Regions from separate parts of the Anas platyrhynchos genome. Here region 2 is linked to region 1. A link is a contact called in public Hi-C data. All regions are on one chromosome and are shown on one strand. The core of a region is the stretch at or near the end of the contact, and the rest is flanking DNA. Distances in the headings are between cores, read along the strand shown. Region 1 overlaps MBOAT2 (membrane bound glycerophospholipid O-acyltransferase 2). Region 2 holds the start of MBOAT2 (membrane bound glycerophospholipid O-acyltransferase 2).

Region 1 (3,681 bases), core at 855-3,354:
CAAAAACACCCCACAGAAAAGATCAGAAAAATGAGTAAAGTTTTGCAGAGCTCAAATACATGAAGTTCTTTTACCCAACTACCACATTAATCATATGCTGTACATGAATGCAACATTACTCAATATTAAATTTTCTCCTCCAGTACAAAAGCTGTTGATCTTAAAAAAAAAAAAAATCAGTGTTATTCTTCTACCTATACCTGCTACTAGGTAAATAACATTCTCATGAGCAGAATTACAGAAGTAATTCACATTGGACAAGAATTACTAAAAACAAGTTGCAATATGGTTATACTAATAACTAAGACACAGTGACCTGTAATGCACATTGTACTATATATAAATATTAGACACAAAGACATGAATTTAGAATTTGTCTAGGACTAATTCACAGGATCTCTGTCAAAATGACCTTGCTTATCTATCAACAGATGCAACGAAATCAGGCATGTCTGAGACACTGCAGTAATGAAATAGCAGAAAGCAGAACAGATTGTCTGATATGTCTAACTTCAGCTTTAAAGTTTAAAAACAAAAACAACCAAAAGAAAAGAAAACCACCACCAACGCCCTCATACACCAGAAAATAGATTATAAGCAAACAAAACTAGATATCCCATTAGAAAGGTTTTTTGCTGTACAAGTCTGCCATATTATATTTTAATTGCTATTTTGAACTTCACAGACAACTAAAAATAGTCATATTTATTTTCCCCATTGAATTCAATCCTTTTAAAAACAAAAATATTAAGTAATGAAGTTTATGTTTTAATGTATTATACATTAAATGTAACATTCCATATATATACACACATTTTATAATATATTAAAAAAATACTAATCTGCCTCTACCAATGGTACTCTGCAGAACATGCAGATAAAGAGAATTTCCGTTTAAGTTTGCTTAAAAAAAAATGCAAAGGTCTCTCTTATTAGCAAAGAAAATGCATTGCCCTATAGCATTACTTCTTGTCCAATCTTTTTTGGTGTTGAGTAACGTCAAAAAAAGCTTTTTTTTTAACCTGTAAATATATATATACACACACGAGTCTACATATGTATACCAAAAGGTGCTTTATTTATTTATATATATACACACACAAACTTATAAACACACACATACAGACATGCACAGGCTTTAGTTCTTCTACACCACATGGATTTTCTTTTGGTTTCTGAACTTCTCCATGGAATTCAATATATATTTTCTATTACACTCCGTATTGCTAACCAGAATGACTACATTTAATGGATTCCTGGGCATCATTTCTGCCAGTGGAGAATATTTCCTAAAGCTCGTCCCTGTATAATCTTCTTGATTGTCTCCACAAACAACAGAACCACTAGCACAGTTCACACCAGCACAGACCACCTTCCACTGAAATAAATAAGCAGGTTTTGGTTGAATGGCTAGTTTTGCTTTTACAGGCAACCCCTTTTTAATTTAGTGTGGCCTTATTAATTCATTCCATTTGATAATCCTGCTATTTTGCCCAGCACCTCATCTATAACTAAGAAGGACATAAAGGCCCCATACAAGCAGCAGTACTAGGTCAGGCTAACTCTCCAGCTAGCTCAGCATCCAGGTTTGTGTTCCTCCCCAGAAGTGGCTAAATGCAGATGCCCATGCAAGCACACAAGCAGATCAAGGAGAGAAACCACTTCTCAGTGCTCTCCAAGGCTCAAGCCATCAGCATCTTAGAAGCCTGGAGTCAAGCATGGCATCCACACATTTAATAACCTTCTATAAACTCCCCTCACTCCTCAAAAATATGCACACCCTTATCTTTACCACCTTCTGCTGCTCCGAACACAGGGCAGAAATAGCTGGTCAGCATTTCTAAGTTTCCAGCAAAACTCCATAAAAATTAGGTACTGAAGAATGATCAAGCAGAAGCACCTGCAGATGCAAAGCTTCAGTCCCCGTGTCCCTCAGAGCCTTTGGTGTGCCAGCTAAGAAAGAGCAACCACATCCGTCAGCTAAGCCCAGAGCTTTGCATACACCAACCAGTCACGGTCCCAGGCTAACCACAACATACATTAGCTGGCTGTATTTGTATAACCAGGGGCAGGAGTTGCATTTTTGTTTGATTTTACACTTCTGGGGGGACTCGTCATCTTATAAATAAAATATTTGGCCAAGTACCTAGCATACCTATCTCTATTTGCACAAAATCCAATGAAAATAGGAACCATGACCTTGACAAAGCCACCCTTCGGGAGCTGTCGTAACAGCTTTTGTTATTTTAGGTTCTTCCCTTGCCGTGGAAGGACAACAGCATAGTACGCTATCTTGCTGGAAGAAAGTTAAATAAACCAACCAGCCCAGGGCACTTTTTCACCAGCAAGTCGGCACATCCTACAGATTTAGCCTTGAAACAAAGCTTTCATGTCCAGTCAAAATGCATTCCTTCCATTACATTAGGAAACAATATAGGCTTATTTTTTTAAACGTCTAGTTACACGGCTTTAAAAGGCAGACCTGACCACCACATAGCATCACACAATTTTTTCTTAAATTGATTTTCAGAAAAGGTGACAGAATAGCCTCAGAGTTTCCCCGTGGCCGTGTTCCAGCCCTGTGCTGAAAGTTCCTGCCTGGGTTAGGTGCTTTGCTTTTTTCCCATTGCTTGTGCCAAGGTAAAAATTGCTAAGAAATAAAGTCTTGTCCCTAGGGTCAGAGCTGACTTGTTATTAAATGCAGCTATATTAGCTGCTTCACTCCTAATGAGCGTAATTAGCTCTCATTGCTCACACTGCAAAACTCCACTCGATGCAGTTACAACATACAGTATGTTTGCGAAACTTCTGAGGGAAAAACATCAAGCAAAAAGGTCCAAAGTGCCAAAGCTCAACATCTAATTCTGTCAGCATCAAGTCCAGGCCAATAAAAATACTGATTAGAATTACTTCTGGCTGTGTAACATTTCACAGGGTAAGCTAGCCTGCCCCAACCTGTTGTTGTTAGAGGCAGAAGAGATTCCTTATTTACACAATTCCTGTTCAAAGTATAGATACACCACTGACGTACATCCTCTGGATTGCTTAGCACATGGAGCAGCTTTAAGGGTGCAGATAACCAGTCACAGAGTCAGATTATGTGGCCTTAAGCAAGTCGCAATTCTCTTGTTTCAAGAGACCACCCTCTAAAACGTGAGCAATATTAATCCTTGTAATTCATCTGGAAGCCTTCTGACCCATATGCTAGTCTGTCCTCTCATTACTTCAAACGGAGATCCAAAATGCATTGAAAAAACACCAAAATAGACAAAACCGGAGTGCCTATTAGGCTGTGGCCAGAAGGAAGTGCTTAAACCATCGTGCTTTGGCGATGAGCTACCTGGTCATTCCACCCTCCTCAACCTCCGTGAGAAGGCTTTTGGGTCTGACAGACGTCCTAAAGTACATTTACCAAGCAGACATGAAGAAATAACAGCAGTCCTACACCACTTTTGGCACCTGCAAAGCCATTTGTTCGGCCTACCTGCCACAGGTTGGCTTGCTCAGCCAGTCAGGCAGGGCGCGGTAAGATGGCGCTGACAGGCCTAGCAGCTGGCCTAGCCTCAGGGCTAATTAGCGTCTGTACGAGATTCACTCAGCCAGCAGAGAGATAGCCAGGCCCGTTGGTTTCCCTGCATACAGCCAGGCACATGAAGCCAGGGGAAAGGAGGCTTTGTTAGC
Region 2 (3,512 bases), core at 98-2,597, 47 kb after region 1:
ATTCAATACAGGGAAGTTTTCCAGGCTTTGATAAAAAGTAACTTCATTACCATCAAAATGCCATATCAGCAGGACTTAAAATAAATTGGGTAGAAGCAGCACCACGTCACGAAGCCATTAAATTTATGGCTGCTGTTATGAATAGATAATTACACGACACCAGCATCACGCCACGAAGAGAGGGTCACCTCTTATTATTTCTTTTACGGTACCCTGAGGAAGTGCCCATTTAATGGCAATCTGTGTGTGGCACCTGCCTGGAAGGACTCCACAGGTCGGAGGCACGGAGCCATGTGGCACCACCAGCCCAGGATGCGGGCAGCACCGCAACTTGCGCACCACATCCACCCCACCAGCCCGGCTCAAATCCACCGGCTTTTGGCAGGTTTCTAGAAGAGATATTTCCGTAGGTGTATTTAACCTCAGGTTGCCTCACCTCCGTTTGAACAAAAGGAAGGAAAACGAGAAAAAGCACGTAGTTTGGGCACTTCCAAAAGTCACTAAACGCGCTCCTCGCTCTGTGTTTGGCATCCCATTGCTTTTTTCCACTCGTTTTACAGAGAGGAACCACCACCTCCCTCTACGTGAGGGCACCTCCTGACCTGCTCCATTCATTCACACGTTACCACCGATTATTTTTTCCCCCAAGAATTCCCCATAGGAAGTTCCTCGGTGCTGTAAGCGAGGAGCCACTTCCAAACCCCTCACACCTTTATAAGCCCCTATAAATATACATCCCCTATAAGCCCCTATATAAGCCCCTATAGGGCACCGTTCCCCCCACAACCACCCCACACCACCCCAATCCCCCCCAAAAGCAAAAAAAAATACAAAACCTCCACACAAAAATAAAATAAAATAAAATTAATTCCCCAGCCCCACCAAGCACCCCCAGGACCCCTCCTACCACACAATACCCAGCCACCACAGGCTGTGGCTGCCGGGGGGGCTCACCCCACACCCCCCACACCCCAAAAACCGACTCTAGGATCCTGGTCGCCCCCTTTCACCTCACAGGAGGCTGATTGGGGGGGGTGTGAGGCGATGAGAGGGCTCCGGGCTCGGTGCGTGCCCCCCCCCCCCCCCAAATGCATCAGCGGATGGCTGGGCGCTCCCCTCAGCCTCACCTGGTCGACGGGCAGGCGCACGGCGTTGCTGAGGGGCTGCAGCAGCGTGGAGCCCGTGGTGCTGGTGGCCATGGTGCGGCGGCGGCGCCCCGCTCCCCCGTGGGCTGAGGCCGGAGGCGGCGCTGCCCTCACCCGCCGCTAACGGCAACAACGGCGGCCGCGGCCCCGCACGGAGCCCTGACAACAAGGGGCCGAGCGCGGCCCCCGCCGCAGACTGACGGCGCCGCCGGCCAATCGCAGAGCGCGGCCGTCGCGGAGTGACGGGAGGGTCGGACCAATCGCGAGGCGTATCCGAAGGGTGTGGGAGGGGCCGAGCGGCTGGGCGGGAGGGGGCTGTGGGGAGGGGGGAGATGGAGGCGGGAGGGGCGGTGGTGGGGGTGAGGGGAGGGGGGTGTGCGGGTGGTGGCTCCGGGGAGGGGGCGGTGGGGATGGGGTTTGGGGATAATGGGGGTGGGTTTGGGATGGGGGTGGTTTGGGGATGGGGTGGGTGAGGTGAGGGGAAGCGAAGCGCAGGGCGGCCCCGCCTTGGCTGCGGGACGGTGAGGTGGGGCTGCGCGCAGGTAGCGCGCAGGGCCGGGGAGGCTGCCTCAGGGCGGCAGGTCTGGGGTGACAGCCCCCGGGGACAGCCCCCGTCCGGCTTCCCGTGTCCAGAGAGGGCTTCAGGTGGGCAGGGACCTCCCGAGGCCCCCGGCCCAGCCCCTGGTCCAGCAGGGCCACCCAGAGCAGGGTGCCCAGCACCACGGCCAGGTGGTGCTGAAGGTCCCTAAGGAGGAGACCCCACCGCCTCGCTGGGCAGCCCACACAGCACAGGAGGGCTCCTGGTGTTCAAATGAAACCTCCTCTGCTCCAGTTTCTGCCCACTGCCTCTTGTCCTGGCACTGGGCACCACTGGGCAGAGCCTGGCTCCATCTTTGCAGCCCCCCTTCAAGTATTTACAGACCCTGATGCCAGACCCCTGAGCCTCCTCTTCTCCAGGCGGGGAGCAGTCCCAGCTCTCTTAGCCTCTCCTCACAGAAGACCTGCTCCAGTTCACAGTATCCTAAAGAGTTCTCAAAAAAATCCAAAAATGGACCTACAACCACCCATTGACTTAAGGAGGGCTGTCTACCATAAGCCTATATATGTCTACCTATAAGCCACAGTTTGTGGTTTATTAAGGGCCTGCTTCTTACATACAGAAACCTGAAACACTACAATCCCAAGTGCCTTTCCAGTAGGTTCAGGCTAGCAGTAGTTTCCCTACAGAATCACACCAGCAGTAACAAACGTGTGTGTAGCACAGCCCTTCCTCCTGCCCAGTGAATGCTCTATAATGTGAAACAAAGAGAAGTCTTCAGTGACTTGATGCGAGGACATGCAGCAACCTCTGCCAGATGATCTCGTGCAGCAGGGTATTTATTAAATGTTTCTGGTTTAGTACTCTGCCCTGCTTTTATATCAGAGTTTTCTGTTGTGTTAGTGTTCACGTTTATTCTTGTAAAATCAGCTTTTACCTTTGTTGTTCTAAATGATGTAGAGAAGGAGCTTACAAAGGAACATACTGCCCTTATCTATAAATGCTTAAGAATCTTGACTCTCGAGAGAAACCTGGTTATTCCTTGCACTTTATTAAACATTCTTTTTTACAATTATTGTGTACTTTATCTGTAAGCTATGCTATAACCTGTAGTGAGAATTTCATTTTAAGTATGTGAAAGATGAAATGCCTTGTCCCATATCATGCCAACAGCCTGAACCAGTCTGGAATAGCATTGAGGTGGAGTGATTTGCATACCCATTTAAGTTCACAGTTAATGCTAATTGGTAGTAACTGGAAAATGGAGGTAAGTGTAATTATCTGAAAACATCCGGTGTTTCTCTTACTGAATTGAAGACCACACTCTGCACTTATGTTTTAGCTTCTGGTACGGTCTTTTGTCTGCGTTTAAAGAGACTGGTTAATAGGTACAAATAAGTGGTTTTAATTAGATTTCTTCACCGCGTGACAGGCAATTACAATTGTGGTAGCATCTGCAGCTTCAGAAGAAATTGCATGATGTTTTTGTAGTAAAGGAAAGAGAGCTGCTTTCAGAAAGAGAAAAAAAAAATAACCTCCACCTTTTCCCAATTAATTCTGAATCAGTTCATTAAATCTGAGCCTGCAAATGTATATACATGTGAGTAACTTTAGGGGAGTGCAGTACCACTAGACTCAGTCTGCATTAGCCTATACATATGAATATATGCATATAAAGACTAAGCTCATTGTACCTGCTTTAATAAGTAGACATATACCTACGCACAAATCTTTGGAAATCTTAACCTAAACATTCTCACATGAAACTGCAGAAGGGCTGCTTTAGAGAAGGCTGATAGCTAATTCTGAATCATAGTCTAGTCACAAGG

The links. Hi-C and Micro-C count contacts between places; a contact is called where the count stands out from the background.
Region 2: a Hi-C map of F5 follicle shows a contact between it and region 1, with 2.1 times the contacts expected there. The contact joins the promoter of MBOAT2 here to the enhancer-like site in region 1. A contact is called at or near these places in 4 of 8 Hi-C or Micro-C datasets (F5 follicle, liver, skeletal muscle and 1 more).

The regions. Positions count from the first base shown.
Region 1 is chr3:104,680,442-104,684,122 of IASCAAS_PekinDuck_T2T, forward strand. The region is part of intron 3 of MBOAT2 (membrane bound glycerophospholipid O-acyltransferase 2); the gene reads right to left. Among named protein-coding and RNA genes, the nearest start is that of MBOAT2, 48 kb to the right of the region's middle. Within about 2 kb of position 2,105, at least 3 of the 8 cell types and tissues checked have an H3K27ac peak or open chromatin away from gene starts, as enhancers often do. A contact at or near this core is called in F5 follicle and small yellow follicle, where this site is marked.
Region 2 is chr3:104,728,476-104,731,987 of IASCAAS_PekinDuck_T2T, forward strand. MBOAT2 (membrane bound glycerophospholipid O-acyltransferase 2) reads right to left here and starts at 1,348. Exons shown (of 13, transcript XM_027455207.3): 1 at 1,128-1,348. The coding sequence starts at 1,199.